2 separate regions of the Sus scrofa genome follow, and region 2 is linked to region 1. Evidence: chromatin contacts called from public Hi-C data. All regions are on one chromosome and are shown on one strand. The core of a region is the stretch at or near the end of the contact, and the rest is flanking DNA. Distances in the headings are between cores, read along the strand shown.

What was found. A called contact is a pair of places that touch in the nucleus more often than the background predicts.
Region 2: a contact with region 1 is called in a Hi-C map of liver, with 4 times the contacts expected there. The contact joins two enhancer-like sites. A contact is called at or near these places in 1 of 5 promoter capture datasets (liver) and 5 of 47 Hi-C or Micro-C datasets (liver and skeletal muscle).

The regions. Positions count from the first base shown.
Region 1 is chr6:107,112,585-107,118,200 of Sscrofa11.1, reverse strand. No RefSeq gene overlaps it. Among named protein-coding and RNA genes, the nearest start is that of MIR133A-2, 120 kb to the right of the region's middle. Within about 2 kb of position 1,465, at least 1 of the 83 cell types and tissues checked has an H3K27ac peak or open chromatin away from gene starts, as enhancers often do. A contact at or near this core is called in liver, where this site is marked.
Region 2 is chr6:107,202,079-107,207,659 of Sscrofa11.1, reverse strand. The region is part of intron 1 of LOC102162217 (a long non-coding RNA gene); the gene reads right to left. Among named protein-coding and RNA genes, the nearest start is that of GATA6, 79 kb to the left of the region's middle. Within about 2 kb of position 3,834, at least 12 of the 83 cell types and tissues checked have an H3K27ac peak or open chromatin away from gene starts, as enhancers often do. A contact at or near this core is called in liver, where this site is marked.

The DNA.
Region 1 (5,616 bases), core at 216-2,715:
AGCCTCATTTGGATCCAGAGGGATCACTTCCTGTCCTTCCCAAGATCTGTTCCAGTTGCATCTACCAGCTGCTGTCATTCTTTCATGATCAGTTAATTTCTTCTTTATGATCTTAGAGGCCTTTTCCCCTGTTCTCCTTCCTTTCTGCTCTGCCAACACCTGACGTCAGCCTGTCTCTGGCCACAGACGAGGTGAGGTCAGGATGACCTGCCTCTGACTTAGTTCCTGGGCACTGGGTCAAAGGCCACCCAGTGTGGACATGAGCCATCAAGAGGCAAAGGGAAGGGGAGGCTCAAATTGAAAATGAAGTCTTTGGTTTTTCCTAACTTTGTTTTGTTTTATTTATTTTAGCGTTTTAGTACTGCACTTTTTAGGCATGTGGAAGTTCCCAGGCTAGGGGTCTAATCAGAGCTGCAGCTGCCGGCCTACACCAGAGCCACAGCAAGGCTGGATCCAAGCTGCATCTTCAACCTACACCACCACTCATAGCAATGCCAGATCCTTAACCCACTGAGCTAGGCCTGGGATCAAACCCCCATCTTTGTGGATAATAGTCAGGTTCATTACCGCTAAGCCACTTTGGGAACTCAGGATTTCCCCTAACTTAAATGGAAATCATCAAAGGAAATTCTTTGAGTCATGTACGTCCTTTTTTTTTTTTTTTTTTTTGGCCAGGCACGAGGCACATGTGGAAGTTCCTGGGCCAGGGATCAAACCTATGCTACAGCATACTTAATCCACTGAGCCACCAGGGAAATTCTGTACACTTTTTTTTATTATGGTAAAATATGCATAGCATATAATTAACCATTTTAAAGTGCACAGCTCAGTGGCATTTAGTATTTACAACATTGTACAACCACCATCATCATCCATCTCCAAAAGTTTTTCTTCATTACAAAGCGAAACTCTGTCCCCATTAAACGCAAACTTCCTACTCTCCCCTCTCTCCAGCTTCTGCAACCAATATTCCACTTTCAAATTTGACTCTTCCAGGTACCTCATAGAAGTGGAACCGTCCAATATCTGTCCCTTTGTATCTGGCTTATTTTACTTAGCAAAATGTTTCCCAGATTCATCTATGTTTACGTGTATCAGAATTTCATTCCTTTTTGAGGCTGAATGACATTCAGTTGTGCATATATACCAAATCTTATTTATATATTCATCTGTTGATGGACACTTGAATTGTTTCCAACTTTTGGCAATTGTAAAAGTTGCAGCTATGAACATGCTTGTGCAAAGATCTGTTTGGTGAAGTGTTTTTAATCATTTAAAACTGTTTTTCTCCAATGCACACACTACCTTGTGCCTCTCTAAAAAGCTAGTAAAAACAGACCAAAGGGCTGGGTAGCATCATTAGCCAAGGACTATGCACTTTCTGAGTTCTGCACAGTTTGCATTGGGCTCAGACCAGGGGTACATCCAATCAGTGTGGACTGCTGGGGACACAGACGGCACTTGTCACGTGGATTCCTGCCAAGGCTAGTCCTCACAAAGGGCCAGCTGGGTCCAAGTGACCAGCTCCTGCCTCAGCCCAGCCTTATCAAAGGGTTACTGAGCCCTCATTTTGATTAGGCAAGTACTTTATAATCATTTACTAACAGATCATTTCCATCCTCAACAGCCATCAGCCAATGTAGAAATGGAGTATTTACATGGGGCGGGGAGCCAATTTCATATGGAGTTGATGTACAAATATGGGTGCAACCTTAGAGACCAAACTTGCTTTGCTCTCAGGAAATAAGCATAAATGTTATACTTGCTGTTCTGTCGGTGAAGCCATAGTCCCGAAGGTGGGGACTTCTGTACCTGACCACTCCACCTGACCATGGCATCCAAAAGGATGACCTAAGAGCTATGAGTTTTCCGAAGTTCCTGTTGTGGCTCAGTGGATACGAACCCAACTAGTATCCATGAGGATGCAAGTTTGATCCCTGGCCCCGCTCAGTGGGTTAAGGATCCTGCGTGAGTTGTGGTGTAGGTCGCAGATGAGGCTCAGATCTGGCGTGGCTGTGGCTGCAGTGTAGGCTAGCAGCTGTAGCTCTGACTTGACTCCTAGCCTGGGAACATTTTTAGGGTGGGTGCTGCCCTAAAAAAAACAAAAAATAAAAAAAGCTGTGAGTTTTCACTGACTCCTCCATATGCTCTCCCCCAAATCCTCAGAGAGGACTGTGGGGTGAGAAGCATGAACAGTAATAGCTGATCCCCAAGAAAAGGATATAACTGCCAAGCAAATGCCACTATGACAGCATAATACCATCTGTCATTCAATAATGCAAATATTGGGGAGCACAGCAGAAACGAATTCTACTAGAAATGATGAGGTTTCAGGTTTGATCCCTGGCCTCAGACAGGTTAAGGATCCGGCACTGCTGTGGGCTGTGGTGTAGGTCAAAGACATGGCTCAGATCTGGTGTTGCTGTGGCTCTGGCGTAGGCTGGCGGCTACAGCTCCGATTCGACCCCTAGCCTGAGAACCTCCATATGCTGTGGGCATGGCTCTAATAGTACAAAAAAAGACAAAATATAAAAAAATTTTTAAAAAATAATGTCCATGTTATTTCAAACCCCACTCCTAACTACAATTTCCATAGCCTTTTACTAATTTTGGTTTGTGGGATTCTATAGTTTTAAATTCCATTTCTCAGGTGAACCACATGTTTTACACACACACACACACACACACACACACACACACACATATATATTTTTTAAGGATATGTGGGCTTTACTTATTTATTTTTTCTTTTTACAACCTCACCCAAAGCATAAGGAAGTTCCCAGGTCAGGGGTCAAATCAGAGCTGCAGTTGTCGGCCTACAGCACAACCACAGCAATGCCAGATCCAAGCCACATCCAAGACCTACACCACAGCTCCCAGCAATGCCGTAACCCAGTGTGCGAGGCCAGGGAACTTGCATCCTCATGGATACTCATCAGGTTCTTAACCTGCTGAGCCACAATGGGAACTCCCTAAAATTAAATTCTTGATGTAATCTCAGGCTCCACCCCAGACCACTGGAAATAGAATCTGCATTTTCACAAGATCCCCGGGTGCTCGGAGGAGCCCTGCCCTGGAGCACAGGCCAGCCTTCAAGATGATGGAGGACATTTGTCCAGCTGGGAGGAGGGACGTGGAAGAGGTGTGTGTCAGGGTAGGAAAGTCAGAAAGTTTCGCCTGGTGGCCTCTGCTCCTCAGGGAGATCAAACATCAGTAGTTCATTTTGGTAAAGAGCCTGAGAATTCAAATACCAAGGCCAGGGAGCTTCACTCTTCTTGATCTAATGATTAGGATACTGCTTTCAGAGCCGGAGCTGCTCGTTCAGAAAATATCCATTTCTGGAGTTCCCGTCGTGGCTCAGTGGTTAATGAATCCAACTAGGAACCGTGAAGTTGAGGGTTTAATCCCTGGCCTTGCTCAGTGGGTTAAGAATCCGGTGTTGCCATGAGCTATGGTGTAGGTTGCAGGTGTGGCTCGGATCTGACATTGCTGCGGCTGTGGTGTAGGCCAACAGCTACAGCTCCAATTCAACCCCTAGCCTTGGAACCTCTATACGCCTTGGGTGCGGCCCTAAAAAGACAAAAAGAAAAAGGAAAAAAAGAAAATATCGAGTTCACATCCTTTTTTTTTTTTTTTTGAGGGCTGCACGTGCGGCATATGGAAGTTCCCAGCTAGGGGCAGAATTGTAGTTGCAGCTACTGGCCTACACCATAGCCACAGCAATGCCAACTCTAAGTCCCATCTGCGACCTACACCACAGCTCACCACAACACCAGATCCTTAACCCACCAAGCAACGCCAGGGATTGAACCTCAATCCTCATGAATACTAGTCAGGTTCTTAACCCACAATGAGCCACAATGGGAACTCTGAGTTCACATCCTTGAGGGGGACACTGTGACACATCAAAGCCACTCATTGGAGACAAGAATCTAGCCTCTTCGCTCCCAGTTTGAAGAATTTTGCTACTGTTTAATTTAATTAATCACAAAAATTATAACAAGAACTTATAATTCCAAGAGACCCAGGGATCTTGATTTGATTTGATTTGATTATACCTACAGCATACACAAGTTCCAAGGCCAGGGATTGAACCTGTGCCACAGCAGCAACTGGGGTCAGCCAGATCCTTAAACTGCTGCACAGTTTTAAAAAAAACTCCCTGGATTTTTTTTTTTTTTTTTTTCCAATGCAGAGAAGCCAGTCCTGAGCTGGTCTTGGGAAAGGAGAAAAAACCGGCAAGTCGCAGGGACCCAAGGAGTGAATGCGCTCTAATATCAACCATATGTTCTCTGCACTTCTGATGGGGATCCCACTCTTCTCCCTGCAAGGTTTTGACTAAAGCTTACCATATGCCGCGGGAATGCTTCACCACCGCGATCTGACCATATACGCCGAGAGCTATATATTATTACACAGAGTGAGTTAATCTGTGCCTTGATTATCTGTGTGTCTGGCCATCTAAAGACATCCATGGCATGGAGCTCTAACTCATGACTGACTTGCTAATTTGAAATAAAGATATCTGCCTCCCTTGTATACACCCCCCCCCCACACACACACACTTAGATGTACATTACAGTAGCATCTGCCAATACATTCTGAATGCATTGTCAAGTCTATCCTCCATTCCTTCCTACAGATGTATTGCTGCCTGAGAACTGGGGAATTACCTTGCATTTGAAAGTCACAGTGGGGGAGTTCCCTGGTGGCCTAGTGGTTAAGGATCTTGTGTCATCACTGCTGTGGCATGGGTTGGATCCCTAGCATATGGAAGTTCCTGGGCCAGGGATTAAATCCAAACCCACACCTCTGCAGTTAGCCAAGCTGCTGCAGTTGGAGTCTTAACCCACTACACTACAGCGGGAACTCCAAGATGAGGTTCTTTCTGCCTGCCCGCTAAGAGGAGAGATTGTGGACAGATATAGTAAGATTGTCTTCAGGGACATTGACTGCTTTGATTTGATTATTTTATTGAGCTATTCAGTATTTTTCAGTTATCAGAGAACGTAATTATCACAAGTGGTGAATGATGATGATCCATTAGTAAAAATAAAATTAGGAGTTCTCGTCGGGGTGCAGAGGAAATGAATCTGACTAGGAACCATGAGGTTGTGGGTTCGATCCCTGGCCTCATTCTGTGGGTTAAGAATCCGGCATTGCCGTGAGCTGTGGTGTAGATTGCAGACACCAATCAGATCTGGCGTTGTTGCGTCTGTGGGGTAGGCAGCTACAGCTCCAATGAGACCCCTAGCCTGGGAACCTCCATATGCCTCAAGTGTGGCAAAAAAAAAAAAAAAAAAAAAAAAACTAAAACAAATTTAGTAGAAGGAACAACAGTAATAATCATTGCTGTATGCTGGAAATGTAAGCCCATGAACTTTGTGGCTGAATATTTCAGATACTATGAGTAGACATGTCCAAGTCTGGCTATTTCTGTTAAGATAAATTTACAAGGTAGCACTTTCATAGACCTTTAGAATCAGCAAGAAATTTTCTTTTAATCCCAGCAGTATAGTTTTTAGAATGTCCTTGGCAAATTGGGCCTGTCCAGATACACATGTTAAGTTATTGCTCTGTTATTTCAGGTGTCAAGAACACTTGGATGAGAAA
Region 2 (5,581 bases), core at 2,585-5,084, 87 kb before region 1:
ATTTAAAAAAAAACCCTCTTTAAATGCAGTGCAGGATAGTTCCTGTCGTGGCTCAGTGGTTAACGAATCCAACTAGGAACCATGAGGTTGCGGGTTCGATCCCTGGCCTCGCTCAGTGGGTTAAGGATCCGGCGTTGCCATGAGCTGTGGTGTAGATGGCAGATGTGGCTCAGATCCCACGTTGCTTTGGCTCTGGCATAGGCCGGCAGCTACAGCTCCAATTCGACCCCTAGCCTGGGAACCTCCATATGCCGCCAGAGCGGCCCACGAAACGGCAAAAAGACAAAAATAAAATAAAATAAAAATAAATGCAGTGCAGGCAGGTCAGTGACCTCTGACAAAGTAGACAGGAGGTAGAGAAAAATCAGTAGTAGAAGTGCTAATCACATTATATCGCTTTAAGCTCCATTACTCCACACCGCCCCCGCTGGGCTGGGGTAATTCAGCACTCAAGCCACTCCAAGAAATAGCATAGAAAAATGACAATTCCTTCCACCCTTTCTGTATCCCATTCCCAGGTATGAACAGTCTTCCATTGGATGTGTATCCTTCCTGACCCCTTCCTATAGACACAAAGATTACATGCAGATATTAGAGGATGATTAAATTTTTCTCCAACTCACTTTCTCATCTAATGCCATGGATATCCTGCCACATCAGAAATACAAGTCCACATTCTTATGAAAATTTACGTCGTTTTCTGTGACATAAATTTCCCTGGGTCCTTTGACCATAACTCCCAATATGTTGTTCTCAAGAACTACACTTGGGATAGAATCCTAGAAATAGAATTTTTTGATCAAATTCTTTTTTTTTTTTTTTTTGTCTTTTGTCTTTTGTCTTTTTAGGGCCTCACCCTTGGCATATGGAGTTTCCCAGGCTAGGGGTCTAATCGGAGCTGTTGCTGCCTGCCTATACCACAGCCACAGCAACGCCAGATCCAAGCCACATCTGTGACCTACACCACAGCTCACGGCAACGCCAGATCCTTAACCCACTGAGCAAAGCCAGGGATCGAGCCCCAACCTCATCGTTCCTAGTCAGATTCATTTCCGATGCGCCACAACGGGAACTCCGATCAAATTCATTTTAAAAAGCTGTTAGTTAACACAAGAATGCCCTCCGAAAATGCTTTTCTTTCCAAGTCTGGAGCACAAGGACTCCAGACTTTGCACTTTCAACCAAGGTGTCAGAAAAACAGTGGAGCCAACCAAAACCGGTTACATGTTGCTAAGAATGCTTTGTTAAAGAAGCTCCATCTAGGGAGTTCTCATTGTGGCTCAGGAGGTTTAGAACCTGCCATTAGTGTCTGTCAGGATGTGGGTTTGATCCCTTGCTCAGTGAGTTAAGTATTCGGTGTTGCTGCAAGCTGCGGTGTAGGTCACAGATGTGGTTTGGATCCTGTGTTGCTGTGGCTGTGGTGTAGGCCGGCAGCTGTAGCTCCAACTCAACCCCCAGCCTGGGAACATCCATATGCTGGAGGTGAGGCCTTAAAAAGAAAAAAGAGAAAAAAAAAAAGGTCTATCTAATGCATATGGGGAAGATTTCTATTTACAATGACTAGGGAACTATATCTAATCACTTGTGATGAAACATGATGGAAGATAATATGAGAAAAAGAATATAGATATCTGTATGACTGGGTCACTTTGCTGTACAGCAGACACTGACAGAACGTTATCAGTTTTTTTTCTTTTTTTGGTCTTTTTGCCTTTTCTAGGCCTGCTCCCGTGGCATATGGAGGTTCCCAGGCTAGGGGTCGAATTGGAGCTGTAGCTGCTGGCCTACGCCAGAGCCACAGCAACGTAGGATCCCAGCTGTCCGCGACCTACACCACAGCTCACAGCAACGTCAGATCCTTAACCCACTGAGCAAGGCCAGGGATCGAACCTGCAACCTCATGGTTCCTCGTCAGATTCATTAAGCACTGAGCCATAATGGGAACTCCTCAAAAAAAAAAAATTTTTTTTTTTTGTCTTTTTGTCTTTTTTATTTTTTGCCATTTCTTGAGCTGCTCCCGAGGCATATGGAAGTTCCCAGGCTAGGAGTCTAATCGGAGCTGTAGCCACCAGCCTACGCCAGAGCCACAGCAACTCAGGGTACAAGCCGAGTCTGCAACCTACACCACAGCTCACAGCAACGCCAGATCCTTAACCCACTGAGCGAGGCCAGGGATCGAACCGCAACCTCATTGTTCCCAGTCGGATTCGTTAACCACTGCACCACGACGGGAACTCCAAAAATACTTTTTTGATAAAACAAAATAAAATGACTGAGCAAACAAGTCCTGGTCACCAGTATTTTGCCTCCTTTGTAAGGTGCTGGGATAGAAAGACAAATAAGGCGTCATGCCCATCCTTATGGACTCAGACTGGAAGAAAAGGCAGATCTGGTCTCAGGAGAACAGTCATGCAGGGCTGCAGGATTGCATAAGACAGCCAGAGACTTGGAGCAGAAATTACCTGGAGAAATTCAGCCTGTGAGCTCCATGGGACAAGGAGAGAAGGAGAGAAGTGGGTGCCAGACCCTTAAGACTCTGAAGGGCATGAAAGGGCTTTTCTCAAAAACGATCAGAAACTATTATTTATTTTATTTATTTATTTATTTATTTTATTTATTTATTTTTTTTTTTTTGCTATTTCTTGGGCCACTCCCGAGGCACATGGAGGTTCCCAGGCTAGGGGTCTAATCGGAGCTGTAGCCACCAGCCTACGCCAGAGCCACAGCAACGCGGGATCCGAGCCGCGTCTGCAACCTACACCACAGCTCATGGCAACGCCGGATTGTTTAACCCACTAAACAAGGCCAGGGACCGAACCCGAAACCTCATGGTTCCTAGTCGGATTCGTTAACCACTGCGCCACGATGGGAACTCCCAGAAACTATTTAAAAACTTTTCGGCTGGGAAGGCAAGCTGAGAGGTCCCACAGCTCTGCCTACAGGGACTCATCGAGGGACCCTCTGGCCAAACTGGAGAACTTGCAAGACAGAAATGTGGTGCTGGACCTTACTGGGCTGTGAGGAAGGGGCCAAGGGAGAGAGACGTGAGTTTCTGGAAAGGGTTCATTTTAGGTCACAGGGGGAGATACTGACTTTACTAAGCTTGTGAATTGCCCTTGATGGAGGACAATCAGGACTAGCTGTACCAGACCCCTCAGTCTGCTGGAAGAAAGTCCTTTGAGAATGTGAGAAGGAGTACAACTTAGGGCAGGGCCCCAGGCGGAGGACAGCCCCTGCCAGAAAGTGGGTGGAGATTCCAGAAGGCCTGGGTAGGCTGGCCTGGGGTCCTCTCTGACCTGCGGCCCTACTTCCTGACCTAGCTTCTCAGTTTGTAATCCCTTTAACAGGACAAAGAGCTGAAATGCTCACGGGCATTTCGGGGGTGAGATGGAGGTGGGGGGGCGGGGGCTAAAACCAAACTTTAGCAGAACAACTGGAGGAGTTTGTCAGCACAACAGACCATGGCTACGATTAAAGCGATTTGGGAGAAAGGTGTTTTGGTCTCCCCGTCATGGATATTTTTGATAAACTCTCGGACCCCCAGTTTTCCAGGGACTCAACTTAGAGAAACGCCGCCCTCAAGTCATCACAAGGAGACAGTGGGCTTCTCAAGGAATCCAATGCCTGAAGTTTCTCCTCAGCCCCAAATCTAGTCAGAAACTTGTTTTCTGAGGCCCAGGCATGAGCTCACCCTCCAGGGGTGTAATTCAGTATCACCCCAACCAAGCAGAATCACAGGACACCCTCAAGCCTTGGCCAAGGGCTCCCATCACACTCCAGAGACTAACAGAGGCCAGCATTGTAATTCCCCTCCCCCAGAAGAATCAATAGGAGCCAGTCGGCGTAAACAGATCCTCCTCTGCTCGGATGAAGCCACACAGGAGCATCGGAGGGAGCATTAACAACACTGCTTTGTGAGCCTGCTGGCATGGCGCCACCCTGCTTCTCCCTCCCAAGAGGTGGTGACCAGCGCGGGCTGCGTACTTGTGCCCAAGCCTTACTGCACATTTGGAAACCTCCACGAGCTATTTGAGTAATTCACTTGGGGCTGGAGGTTCACCCAGGCAGAGGCCAAAGCCCTCGCCCTGTGGCACGCGGGTTCTCTCTCCTCTGGACAGGGGCTCCTTTTTTTATGCAGGTGGACATGCCTCTGGTCCCCCTTGAATGAAAGGAAGCACAAATAGAAGAGTGGAGGCAGGGGAGATGGGGGTTGTCCTTTTCCACCCCACAAGCCTTGAGCCTCACACAAAGACCCTCCTTTAGGCAGCCCGACTCTGCCAAGCCGGTTCTGTTTTCACACCTCGGTTTAGAGATAAGAGGTAATGCTGGGGAATCACATAACCAAGTTGCGAAATGAAGCTGATCAGCTAAAATTGACCATTTTAGGTGCCAAAGGGGGAGCTAGCTAGGTCTGTCCTCAATGGGGCCCCTGTTTTCCTTCCTCCTCACCCTTGAGCAGCACGTTTCTTCCAGCCTCCGGGCGGGCCGGCCCATTGGCTATGGCTGAGAGCTGACGGGGATTTGTTCTCGGTCAAGTGCATCGACGTTCACTCACTGCCTTCTGGGAAGCACTGGGATTAGCTGACACCAGGAAGCCCGCTCTGAGCCTCCCAGCAGCACAGGCAATTGCTCTCTTGGCAGGTGACTCCTGTCAGGAGCTCAGTTATCTAGACTGTGGGGACTTAAGGGGACAAAGGCAAGATGTCAAAGGACCCTTGGATCTCTGGTCTCCTGAGTACTACCCACTAGGATGCTTCCTGGAGTAGGAGGGGAGGAGCCCATATCCAAGGGTGTGAGCAAAAGCTGTGAGGAGGTGCACCTTTGGGAGAGACCATTGTTTCAGGGTGACCCTGTCCAGACTGCTGCTGCTGCTTTTTTTTTTTTTCGCCTTTTGGGGCCTCACCCGCGGCATATGGAGGTTCCCAGACTAGGGGTCGAATTGGAGCTGTAGCTGCCAGCCGACACCACAGCCATAGCAACGTGGGATCGAGCCGCATCTGCAACCTACACCACAGCTCACGGCAACGCCGGATCCTTAACTCACTGAGCAAGGCCAGGGATCGAACCTGCAACCTCATGGTTCCTAGTCGGATTCGTTAACCACTGAGCCATGAAGGGAACTCCCAGGCTAGGGTTTGAATCAGAGCTACAGCTGCCAGCCTACACAACAGCCACAGCAACGAGGGATCTGAGCTGTACCACAGCCCATGGCAACACTGGATCCTTAACCCACCGAGGGAGGCCAGGAATCGAACACGCATCCTCAAGGATCCTAGTGGGGTTCATTAACCACTGAGCCACGATGGGATCTCCAGGCCTGGGAACCTCTATACTTGGCTTGGATCACTGCAGAGCTTCAGGTTTGATCCCTGGCCTGGTGCCCTGGGTTCAGGATCTGGTGTTGCCACAGCTGTGGGATAGGTCGCAGATGTGTCTCAGATTTGATCCCTGGCCAGAAACTTCCATAAGCTTCAGGTGCAGTGCAAAAAGTAAAAAAAAAAAGGAAAAAGAAAAAAAAAATTGAGGAGTTCCCGTTGTGGCGCAGCAGAAATGAATCTAACTAGGAACCATGAGGTTGTGC